Regions from separate parts of the Mus musculus genome. Here all the other regions are linked to region 1. A link is a contact called in public Hi-C and Micro-C data. All regions are on one chromosome and are shown on one strand. The core of a region is the stretch at or near the end of the contact, and the rest is flanking DNA. Distances in the headings are between cores, read along the strand shown. Region 1 overlaps Thsd4 (thrombospondin, type I, domain containing 4). Region 2 holds the start of 9230112J17Rik (RIKEN cDNA 9230112J17 gene). Region 3 overlaps Lrrc49 (leucine rich repeat containing 49).

Evidence for each region. A called contact is a pair of places that touch in the nucleus more often than the background predicts.
Region 2: a Micro-C map of the G1E-ER4 cell line shows a contact between it and region 1, with 11 times the contacts expected there. The contact joins the promoter of 9230112J17Rik here to the enhancer-like site in region 1. A contact is called at or near these places in 10 of 15 datasets of contacts at CTCF or cohesin (the G1E-ER4 cell line, the NIH/3T3 cell line, embryonic stem cells and 4 more), 127 of 484 Hi-C or Micro-C datasets (the AML12 cell line, the AtT-20 cell line, the BV-2 cell line and 60 more), 14 of 115 datasets of contacts at active chromatin or transcription factors (T-cell acute lymphoblastic leukemia, astrocytes, bone marrow-derived dendritic cells and 6 more) and 2 of 9 other capture datasets (embryonic stem cells and embryonic tail).
Region 3: a contact with region 1 is called in a Hi-C map of the G1E-ER4 cell line, with 5 times the contacts expected there. The contact joins two enhancer-like sites. A contact is called at or near these places in 3 of 39 promoter capture datasets (the 3T3-L1 cell line, the C10 cell line and hippocampal neurons), 7 of 15 datasets of contacts at CTCF or cohesin (the G1E-ER4 cell line, the NIH/3T3 cell line, hippocampal excitatory neurons and 3 more), 135 of 484 Hi-C or Micro-C datasets (the 3T3-L1 cell line, 3T3-L1-derived adipocytes, the AML12 cell line and 79 more), 8 of 115 datasets of contacts at active chromatin or transcription factors (PVALB interneurons, T-cell acute lymphoblastic leukemia, VIP interneurons and 5 more) and 4 of 9 other capture datasets (adipose tissue, embryonic tail, liver and 1 more).

The regions. Positions count from the first base shown.
Region 1 is chr9:60,243,645-60,247,502 of GRCm38.p6, reverse strand. The region is part of intron 7 of Thsd4 (thrombospondin, type I, domain containing 4); the gene reads left to right. Among named protein-coding and RNA genes, the nearest start is that of 2010001M07Rik, 89 kb to the left of the region's middle. Within about 2 kb of position 2,417, at least 3 of the 459 cell types and tissues checked have an H3K27ac peak or open chromatin away from gene starts, as enhancers often do. A contact at or near this core is called in the G1E-ER4 cell line, where this site is marked.
Region 2 is chr9:60,544,082-60,547,911 of GRCm38.p6, reverse strand. 9230112J17Rik (RIKEN cDNA 9230112J17 gene) reads left to right here and starts at 2,030. Exons shown (of 4, transcript NR_040464.1): 1 at 2,030-2,186.
Region 3 is chr9:60,593,833-60,597,544 of GRCm38.p6, reverse strand. The region is part of intron 15 of Lrrc49 (leucine rich repeat containing 49); the gene reads left to right. Among named protein-coding and RNA genes, the nearest start is that of 9230112J17Rik, 50 kb to the right of the region's middle. Within about 2 kb of position 1,989, at least 12 of the 459 cell types and tissues checked have an H3K27ac peak or open chromatin away from gene starts, as enhancers often do. A contact at or near this core is called in the G1E-ER4 cell line, where this site is marked.

The sequences.
Region 1 (3,858 bases), core at 1,168-3,667:
CTCATTAGATTTTTGCCAGTCTGATGAATGAGAAATGGTGCCTCAGGTCAACCTTGTTTCTGTCTCACCTTGACTGGGATAGTGACTCTTCACACCTTCAGGACCACTCGGAGCCTGAACTCACGTGGAGTGTGAGGCATAAGGAGCAGTTGCTGATTGGCAGGTCTCCTTAAATGTGTGCCCCAGACTCCTGACCTGCCTTGGTCCAGCCGTCATGGACCCTCCTGATGAGGCACAACCATTTACATTCCTCTACATGATCTGTCTTCTTGCAGCCTCTGCACATTCACCTATCAGCTGTTGGTCATTTTCTTCAGCAGTAGAATGTTTCATATGACAGACATTTTTAAAATGTGATTTGCAAGAATGTTTTTAGAGGGCGGGGCCAGGTAGCCTTTTGAGCTGGGCCTTCACTGGTGGGGGTTTCTTTGGTGCAGAAGTTTAAAATGTTGTGAGTGGTGCATTGATCAGGGTTTTTTTTTATGATTAAGAATTTTATATCATAGGGCTTTTACACTGTGATGTTATACAGAATTCTCAAGCTGGGTATGGTTATGTGACCTTCTAATTCTAGCACTTAGGAGGCTGAGGCAGGAGGATCAGGGGGTTGAAGCCAGCAGAGATATGTAGTGAATACCTCCCTCCTGTGTTTCTAATAGTAACACATGGTTCTATGCATTTATGCTCTTATATTTTATATTAATCCACTTGGAATTTGTCCTACGTGTCTTGTGAGGTGTAGATTTTAGTTACTGTTTTGCGTGTGGTGCCTCAGTTACATTTTTTCTGTTGTTGATGGTCTTTGGGACTTTGTTACTGTAGGTGCATAGTAGGACCTTCTGTGCTACTCTGTAGAGTATTTCCTTATTCACATTCCCATCTATATGTTTTGAAAGACAAGTAAAACACACAGGCATTTTAGGGTCAGGAAAGACAGCCTGTTCTTCCCTGTTAGCAAGTATGCTCTCACAGACTTCTAGTGCAATCTCTCTTCTCTCTGTCTCTTGTCTCTGTGTCTCTGTCTCTCTGTCTCTCTGTCTCTTGTCTCTGTGTTTCTGTCTCTGTCTTTACATCTTTGTCTTTCTGTCTCTCTGTGTGTTTGCCTGGATCTGTTTCTCCCTCCCCTCCCTCCCCTCCCTCATTCCCTCCTTCTCTCTCTCTAACCGAGGCTGGTGCCAAATTTGAACTGCTCCTGCCTCAGCCTCCCGACTGCCTAGAATACAGGTAGGTATACCAGCCTGGCTATAAACTTTTTAATTTATGTTGTATTTTTACTTGATTTTGAAAAATGAATTTCCCAAGGCTTTTAGGGTAGCAATTTTCCAGATGGCAAAATGAGATAGGCTAGATCAAAGGTCAGTGGACAGTTGCAGCTAAGCATACATAAATAATCCTGTGTCTACCTGGTTTTAGAACAAGCTAGATTGTGGTGGGGGAAACCACTGCGCCTTTGGACAACATGGATCTCAGAGTCATTTACTGTCTTTCAGGAAGCAGGTAGTGTCTATCTTCTTATGTCGTATTTTATCTCATATGGGTTGTATTGTTTTTATTTTATGTGTATGGGTGTTTTGCCTACATATACATCTGTACCATGTACATACCTGTACCATGTACATGCCTGATACCTTGGGAACCAGAAGGGAGTCTTGGATCCCTGGGACTCCTTGTGAGGTGCTCTGTGGCTGCTGGGAACGAAACCTGGGCCCTCTGGAAGAATGATAGAAACTCATAACTGCTGAGTCCCCTCTGCAGCCCCAGGATCATAGCAGTTTGTCTGCAGTATCTATCTGTCTTCTGAAGAATCAGAAATCGCTTTCTCCCCTCTACTTTCCTCCTACTTCCTGGGGAGATGTGTGTCAGACTAGCTGGCCAGTGAGTCACATGGATCCAACCAATGTTTCCACCTTACCAGAACTGGAATTACATGCACGTGCCATCATACCTGGCTTTTTGGAAAAGCCTGGTTTCTGAAGGCCAGACTTGGGTCCCCATGCTTGCAAAGCGAGGACTTTACCACCTGAGCTCAGTCCCCAGCCTAAAGCATACCCACCCTCTAGTGCTCCCGGTCAGTTTCTAGAAAGTTCACGTGTGTATGATGTGAACTTTCAAATGCAATATAAAATATCACACAGTGTCTGCTGGGTTAGTGGTACTTGTTTGTGAGGAAATGCTTTATAAAAATAGACATTTGGTCCCCACCCCCGCCCCAGACTGCACCTGGGATCCTGTAATGTTTCAGCAGTGGCCTGAGTCTTAATGTGCGTTTCAGTCTTTGTAGATAGATCATGTCACACGTCAGCTGAGACTTTGGGAGCTTAAAGGCAGGACATGTTTTACAGGGTTCACGCATGATGTTTTCTAGAATTGGTTGGCAGCGACATCTAGTGGTCAGAGGCAAAAGTGCACATCCTTTAGAGCTGCCCAGAAGGAAACTATCATAAAGTACTGTTTTCATTGAGAGATGGCAATAGACTAAATAGAGCAAATGAAATAAATGGAACTAGATTTCTGTGGTTAAGAACTGGGTGAACTTCTAACTAGAAGAGAAAATTCTCCTTATGACAACACCAACTATGCTGAGCCGGGGGATGGTGGTAATGATGGCTGCAGTTGTAGTGACAGAAGGCAAGTGATGGTGTAAGAATGTGTCTAGGTTCATCTGTGGGGTTAGCAATAACTGGTGGCTAGGCATGGATGTTTTCCTGGGTACCATGACTAGATTCTGGGATCAGAGAGCCTCAGGAACCACCTTATGACATACAGAGAAATACAGGATGTGTGAGTCTCGGACAAAGGGAGCCAGTTGCTGCTACGGTCCTAGAGTAGGGAAGGCTGCTGGCTGGCTGCAGAGGAGGAGAGGCAGAGCAGGGGTTGGGGGAGTTGGCCTTGAACAGCCTAGGGGAGAGTGGACCACTTGTCCTGAACAGACACAATTGACATTCAGTAGGGATAATTCACACTGCCCTGCCCAGGTTTAACTGCTCTGAGCCTCATTTCTCACTCACGTAAAGTGGGGTTGGTAACGTAGCAGCCCTGCAAGGTTGTGAAGATTAAACCAGAAGCTGCACATAGATCCTTGTCTCATCTGGCCTTGTTACTCTCTGAAGGACGGAGTTGAGAAGAAGACGAAGAACGGGACCCAGGGAGCAGCTCCCTCTAACTGTGTTATCTTCCACACAGGCAGAAACTTTCCGGGAGCTTTGCAGGGAGGCTGGCTGGCACGGCTACTCTGCGTCTCTGGCTCCAGCCCCATTAGTCTCCCACGATCCCTTCAGATCTTTCACACACCTGAGCACCCTGAGAAGCCGTGATCAGGTTGAAGGCAGAACATTGATCTTAAGAACGTAAGAACTGTTGTTAGAATTGATCATTCTGCGGAGATTGTTAATACGCAGAGATCATTGATACACAGAGAATACAGGGGTGGAGGCAGAGAGGCCGATATTTACCCAGCCTGGGCCAACTGTCCCTACACACGTTCTTTAGGTTTGAAGTCTTTCAAAGTACAAAGTTGGACAGGGGAAAGTGGAAGGTTTGCCATTTTCCTTCCTGCCTAAAGTGTGTCTTTAGTGGAGGGAGGTTGGGCTGGAGCCCTGAAGCCTGTCCTGTGTTCTTCCCCTTTCTTGTCTGACTTCTCTGGGTTTCCTAAGTACTGTTCAGAACCAGAACATGATGAGCTGTCCAAGCTCTTGACCCAGCTTGCCCTCCAGCTCCCAAGCAGGAAAACAGAACGAAACAACAGTGCTGTAAAGCAAAACACCTAGCTCACGCCCCAGTATGGTCACTGTTGGGCCCCCTGCTGGCAGTTTTCAGAACTGCGCCAGCCTGACTTTTGTTTGTTGTTTGTTTGGTTTT
Region 2 (3,830 bases), core at 781-3,280, 300 kb before region 1:
GGAAGGGAAAGCATCCCTTAGCCTGCTCCAGAAGTCACCTGAAGACACTTCCGCAAGCTAAAGCACCAGCGAGTGAACACTCTAAGAAGGCTTTCTCCCGGTGAGAGGCTGGAGGTAGTGGGTAGCCCCTCCCTCAACAGCCAAAGCTGAGGTACATCTCACAGCGTGCTAGAGGGTCCTCAGGTGCCCACCGCCCTAACTACCCCTCAACATACTCTTTGTCAACCGTCCTTCTACAGATCAGCACTCTCCCCCAGAGTCAAACTGCTACCATCTTCAAGAGTTCTGCTGTGCCTGCTGGCGAAAGGTCACAGCTGACACAGCTGGACCTGTTGTCTGTTCTCCTTCCCTCACCGAAGGTGGGAAGGCAGGCAGGGGATCATGGAACCCTTACCTGCGTATTCAGCCACCCTGGGCAACCAGTTACCCGAAAATCTGCCCTATTGCTTATGGCTTCAAGGTAGAAGTGGGAGGGACTAGATCAGTGGTCCTCAACCTTTCTTATGTTGCATCTCCTTGTGTTGTGGTGACACCGCCCCCCTGCCATAAAGTTATTTTTATTGCTACTTCATAACTGTGATTTTACTGTTATGAATCATAATGTAAATATCTGATATGCAGGATTGACCCCGGTGAAGGGCCATTTGGCCTTCAAAGGAATCAAGACCCACAGATTGAGAACCACTGGACTAGAGAATACAGGTGGGGAAGGACGAGGGGGCAGGGCTCCATCTATGTAGTCACGGGGAACCTGTCCTCACAGCTGGGTGCCACAGACCTTCCAGTGAGACCTGCCCATAACCCTCTCATGGGTTAATACTCTTGGGTTCCCCTGGGGAACTTTGGTGAACTGTATCTTGGTTTGTTGTCAGGACCTCAGGAGGAGGGGCAGATGCTGTTTACGTCTCTCCCAGGGAAGGACTTTTAATAATCATTTCACCTCCGCAGTCTCTCGGGCCCTCGTGAACGGAGTTCTCCAAGGTTGATTGGTTGAATTCCTGACTGAGGAGAGCCAGAACATAGTAGGTTTGTACCCAAAGGATCTTAGCTATTGTTAGACTCCTTAAATCCACGCGTGACCCGCCTCTGTGTTTTCCTAACACCCTTTGCCTTAGGTAAATCTTTTTCTGGGGCTCTAGGAGATGTACAAGCAGACCTCTATCTCCCACCAACCCAAAGGCTAGGATTCATCCAAGAGCATCCGAGACCCATTACAGACACTCCCCTGCTTTTCTGTAACCCATCTATGACATTTTTCATGACTTTTTTTTTCATGACATTCTTTGTCCTGTTCCTGTAAATACTTAATTATTTTGTCACCACATTGGACCATGGCACTGAAATAATCTGATTTAGTTTCTCAGTCACTATCACTCACATTTGGCTTCAGAATTTACCCCACCTTGTTTCCTTTGAGGTGAGAGCTGTGTTCTATACAGACACCTATGTAAACTTTATCTACTGAAGGTCTTATCTCAGGATTTGACCCAGACAGACACCTTCCTTATCTGCCCTACCAGCTGACCTGGATATACCCAGTAGTCATAAGGGAAGAGGAAGCCAGCTTCCCTCTAGACATAGACTAGATTATATCTCAGAATACTACAAGGTACAGCCTTTCCAGCGCCTTATCAAGTGCCCCTAGTCTCTCTGCGGTCAACATGTGCAGTGTGTGTGTGTGTGGGGGGGGGGGGTGGATGTGAAAATGAGGCTCATCTGAGCATGAGAAGCACCTGGCCACCTGACCATAAGGATTCCATGCGAGTCTCTGTTAGCCAGGAAGGTCTATGTAAGAACTAGGTCAGTTCTTCTTCATCAAACACCTGGCAGAGCCTCCCTCTGAATGGAAGTTCAGCCAGAATTAAGACTCTTTTTCTATTGTTAACATCTATCAAATTTTAAATGATCTAAGATAATTTTTAAGCGTAGCCGGGCTCATATTTCATACTCAGATAGATGCAGCTTGAACAGTGCTAGGCACATGATTCAGCAATTTCCCAGGGATCTTTGCTTCTCTTCTCGCAGGGATGGATTAGAAATAACCACCAGTAGTGACTCCAGAGGAGCTGGCCGTCTGCAGAGGCTGGAATGTCTTGACTACAGCTGCTGACCTGTTGCTGTACACTGCCGGTCCCCCGTGATGTCAGCCCCAGGTGGTCTTGCTTCTTCTCCAGCTCCTGAAGAAGGTAAGAACCCTCTGAGCTCCCAGGCAAGTTCCTAGGGGCAAAATAGCCTCAAATAGGAGCTCCAGAGTCACCAGAAATACAGGTTTACTCCCCAATCCCAGAACACACCCCCTTTCCCTGCAGAACACTGTTTACCCACGCCCACACCCCGGAAGCAGGGAAGCCTGTGAGTTACCTGATAAGGCTTCTGAGGGCAGAGGAGCACGCGGAAGTCCATGCCCTCTTTCCTCTCAACTCCTTCCTTTGCAATCCTTTAATGGTAGATCCACATAGCAAGACCCACAGCCAATGGCGGTGCCCTATGCACCCCTTCTGAGCCCCACCATGTTGCCTTAAAGAAACACGCCCGGAAATGGAGTTTCTTGAACGGTTCCTGGATACTTTCCAGAGGAACCCTGGCAACATGTACAAATGCCTTTTTATTTTCCAAATAAACATTAACAAATACTTTCTGCCTTTCTTTAGCACCGGGACCAGGTTTGATGAGCATTCAGGTGACAGTTTTCTGGGTTTGGGGGTGGGTAAACAGAAAGGATCGTCACATGTCATTTCTGTGGGTACTATGAATGTAGGGACGAGATCTTAGCGTTTTCTTCCAAATGAAGGAGTTTTAAGCTGGGGGTGGGGTGGGGTGATGGTGGTGGGGAATCTCCATGGAAGAGAACAAAGGAAGAAAGAGATAGATGAAGGTGTTGGGCCTTAAAAGTGAAGATCATTTAATTTGTTCCCAAACTGCAGCACATTCAAGTGTGACAGGGAGCCATAGTTGGTAAGGAGCCTGGGAGATCATCTGAAGAGCATGATTGCATTGAACAAACAGGGCATGTGGTTATGCTAACATCAGAATTAGTCTACTGAGCAGGCTGCTGGTCGTTTCTGCTATTTGTGAAGCCCTGACACAAAATTTATGACAGAAGGAGCTAGGGGTCAGGCAGTCACCTGGACACAGCCCAGGGTGTGAAGCCCTTCACTGGGAGCCCATTGTGACCGGAACTTTCTGGAACTTGTCTTTTGTGGCTAGCCATGGTCCACCTCATTCTCCTCGCCTTTATCCTTCCATGGGGTTGAGGGAGGGATGAAGATGGCAAAACAGAGATGTGCACATGCTAACCAAGTGTCCACGAAGACTTGAACATTTAATACAGTCATCAAAATAATCATTGTTTCAGTTGTTGAACTAGAGTTACAGTTCTGTGGTAAACATGCTGTCTTCTTCTTCATGTGATATTAAACTAACCAGGAGCCATATAATCTCCCCTTGTAATTTACTTAAAAACTAAAACAAATGGGGATCCATACAGCTCCAGCTAGCCTCAGACTCTCTATATAAGCAAGGGCGACCTCAGACTTCTGACCCTCTGGCCTCTGTGCCAGGATCCCAGTGTGCACCACTGTGGCCCATTTATGTGGTGCTAGCCACAGAACCCAAGGCTTTGCACATGGTAAGCAAGCACGCTGCCAACTGAGCTACATGCCTAGCTCCTTAGCTTCCTACCCAGGCCCCTTATTCTACGTCTTTCTATGTCTTCTGGGATCTTCATCCATATGTACAATAAAACACATAAAAATGTTATCTCTTAGTCCCAAATGATGGGCCATTTCAACAGGTAACCAGAAGAACGAACCTAAATGGAGTGCCTTCGA
Region 3 (3,712 bases), core at 740-3,239, 350 kb before region 1:
AGCTGGCTGTGGCAGTGCACATCTAACCCCAGAGCTGAGGGACGGAAACAGGCAAATTCCAGGAGCTCACTGGCCAACCAGTCTGTCTGAAATGACAACCTCCAGGTTGAGTGAGAGCCTGTCTCAATAAAACAAAGTGAAGAAGCAACTGAGGAAGATATCCAGATGCCAATCTCTGGCCTACACACACATAGATGCAGCATGTACACACACACACACACACACACACACACACACACACTATACCCATAATCACACACATACCATACACACTCACACACACACACACACACACTCTCACACACACATACTCCACATTCACACCATACATACATATACCACACACATACAAACACACATGTACACACAGTCCAACACATAATACACATACACAAATATACTTGGTGGAGCACAAAAGATATTGAAGAGATATTGAATTAAGAAGTGATAGCTTAGACAAATCAACGGAAATTATGCTCTTCTGAATTGGTATAATATTCAGAAGATTTAATAACTTGAAAAGAAAAGGCCCTCATAAATCAGATCAAATAAATTAAAATAAAGAATATGAAGGATTTTTAATAATTTATCAAATAGATATATTTCAAACCCTTTTCCCAGAATATGATGCCCAAAGTCAGATTGGGAAAATGTATCCAAGCATGTCTGGGATGTTTGTAGAGGCAAATACACCTTAAACTCAAAGAAAATCTCTGTATTTAATGACCATAGTCATCAGATTATTGTCTTCAATCAACAGTCTACTGGCGGAAAATAAGGAGCTGCAGGGAGGCAGGTGCCTGAGTGTGCAGCTCCGTGGTAACAACGGGGGAAGGGGTGGAGGTGGAGGTGGAGGAGCACACAGTTAACATGGCACTGCTGGCCATGGAGTCACAGAGCTGACACTGACACAGAGGCACTGTCGCTAATGAGCTGAGATAGCCAAAAACTTGGTGCAACTAGAAAAATAACAAAAAAGTGAAGTTGCCAGAACATAAAATATAGGAAACTTTAACTTTTAAAAAGTAAAAAACGAGCCCATCTGTCTCCATTCAAAGCTATAGCCATACAAATAATGACCTAACTTTGTGGGGAGAGCCACAACTGTGACAACAAGCCACATAGCAAGGTGGGTCCTACATGCTGCTATCCATGATGGCTGATGCTGTGGTTCTTTTCACAGCAGCCTGGCGATGCTAACACACTTGCTGTAGCCATGCCCTTTTTGTTTGTTTGTTTGTTTAAAGATTTATTTATTATACATAAGTACACTGTAGCTGACTTCAGACGCACCAGAAGAGGACATCAGATCTCATTAGTGGTGGTTGTGAGCCACCATGTGGTTGCTGGGATTTGAACTTAGGACCTATGGAAGAGCAGTCAGTGCTCTTACCCACTGAGCCATCTCTCCAGCTCTAGCCATGCCTTTCGACTTAGCTGTTTCACTGAGCAGAATTTCTTCCTAGAAATTATTTCACATGAACATAAATATGTGTCGAGGATTTCTCTCATGGCCTGTGTTTATAACAAGTAGTGAGACTAGTGGAACAAGACCAGCTACTTGTAGCTGTAAAATTGAATAGCAGTTCCTATATGAAACAGTGGGTCTGTCCTTTTGTTTATTGTTGATTTGACACAACAGAGTCACTTAGGAAGATCAACCCTCAGTTGAAGAGTGGCCTGTATCAGATGAGCCTGTGGCCATGTCTGTGAGAGATTATCTTGATTGATGGTTGATGTGGGAGGGCCCCGCCCACTCGTAAGTGGCGCCAGGCTTAGGTCGGTGGGCCTGGACTATGTAAGAAAGCTAGCTGAGCTAGAGAATAAACCAGCTAGCAGTGTTCTTCCATGTTCCTGGTTCTAGGTTCCTATCTTGAATTTGTATGCAAATTTCCACAGCTTGTGACCTAAATGGGTAAGCCAGTTAAACCCTCTCCTCCCCGAAGTGCTTCCAGTCAGTTTCTGTCACAGCAAAGAAATGTCACTAGGGCGTGTTATGATGTTCCAGAGAGGAAGTACCAGAACAGTTGTGTGGCAGGCCCCAGCTTGTGAGAGTAGGGTATACAGCTCAAAAATATCCTGGCGTTTTAAATATTTGTTTTGGGTTTTGGTTTGTTTTGGGGGTGGTTACCTAAAAATGTCAAATAAGAAAAAGGGCCAATACTGGGCGGAAGTATACAGATCTTTTAAATTGTATACGTGTGTGCTGCCTGGTTTCTCTTTAGTTTTTGTTCTGTGTGTATTGTTTTTTGGTTTTTGTTTTTAAATTTTTCTCATTTTTAAGAAGTACATTGAAAGTACTTTCTTCCTGAGTTCTAGTTAGAAGCACTGCAGGCTGCAGCGTTTTCATGCTGTGTGTTCTGCTTTAAACGTGTTTCAGCACTGCTGAACTGAAAAAGGAACTCACACTTAACAGCAAGAGCTCTGTATGCCAGACCCACTGGGGTCTGACCAAAAGCACTGAGTGGAAACGCCGTGTGTGTCTTTTCTGTATCTAATAAAAGATGAGGAAGAAAGTCATGAAAGAGGTGTCCCCAAGAGAACCTAGAAAAATCCCAGAGTTAAAGCAAAAGCAAGTGGAAGGACTCAGAAAAGCAGCCAGAAATTAAAAAACAAACAAACAAAAATAGGAAGAGGTTGATGAGAAAGCCATACTGACTCCCCAGGGTAGGCCTGCTCAACTTCAGCATGCCGGAAGTAGTCAGAGTATACCATAATGAACGGAGGTACAACATCAGGCCAACTAGATCAATATTAGAGGCTAGACCAGAGTGCCGGTCTTCATGGTGTCCAGCCCCTCCTAAAAAAAAAAAAAAAGTATTATTGTCTCTGGCGCCTGGCCATCTCATAAGTATAAGAAGACTCTTCATACCTTGAGTCCCAATGGTGTGTGTGTGTGTGTGTGTGTGTCTGTGTGTGTGTGTGTGTCTGTGTGTGTGTGTATCTGTGTCTATGTGTATGTGTTTTCTTCAATATTATTATTGTTTTTTAAAAGGTATGTTTTTATTATATGTGTATGACTGTTTCTGCCTGCATGTATGTCTGTGCACCACAGTGCTAGGCAATGGGATTCTGAGCAGGCAGCTGTTACACTCCAGGACCCCCTGGTGTTGCCCTTTGGATTGCAAGGTGCCTGTAGCCTCCTTTTAGCCCTGCCAGCACCCATGGGGACTCTCACTGCTCTCAGTTCGCTCTTACTAAAGTTAACTCCACACTTGATTTGATGTTCTAGCTAGGAACATAACACAGGTAAATAAAAGAACTAAGAGAGATCTGTGTATATGGTTACTCCAGCAAACTAATGCGCTTTGTATAAAGCTATACAGACTGTGTAGAGGTGGCCAACACCTCTTTGATTGCTTATGCTTTGATTCAGTTTTTGAATTATTTCACATTAAGGTAGAGTTCATTTAGCTTTGTTAGAAATAAATGAGGAAAATACCTAATTAAAAAAAAAAAGAAATGTTTGAGATGTGTTAGTGTTGATGATTGACAGTCACAAGAGAATGTAGGCGGGGCTAACAAGCCTTCAGTTCTAGTTGCCAGGAGGCAGAGACCAGAGGACTGAGAATTTGAGGCCAGCCTGGGCTACAGTAGTGAGACTGTGCATCAGATACCTTAAGTAGTGGAAACACTGGGGTACTAAGCTGAGCTCAAACAGCAACTATTCAAACTCAGAAATCTGGACTTCAACAAAGGCTTCACTGCCTCT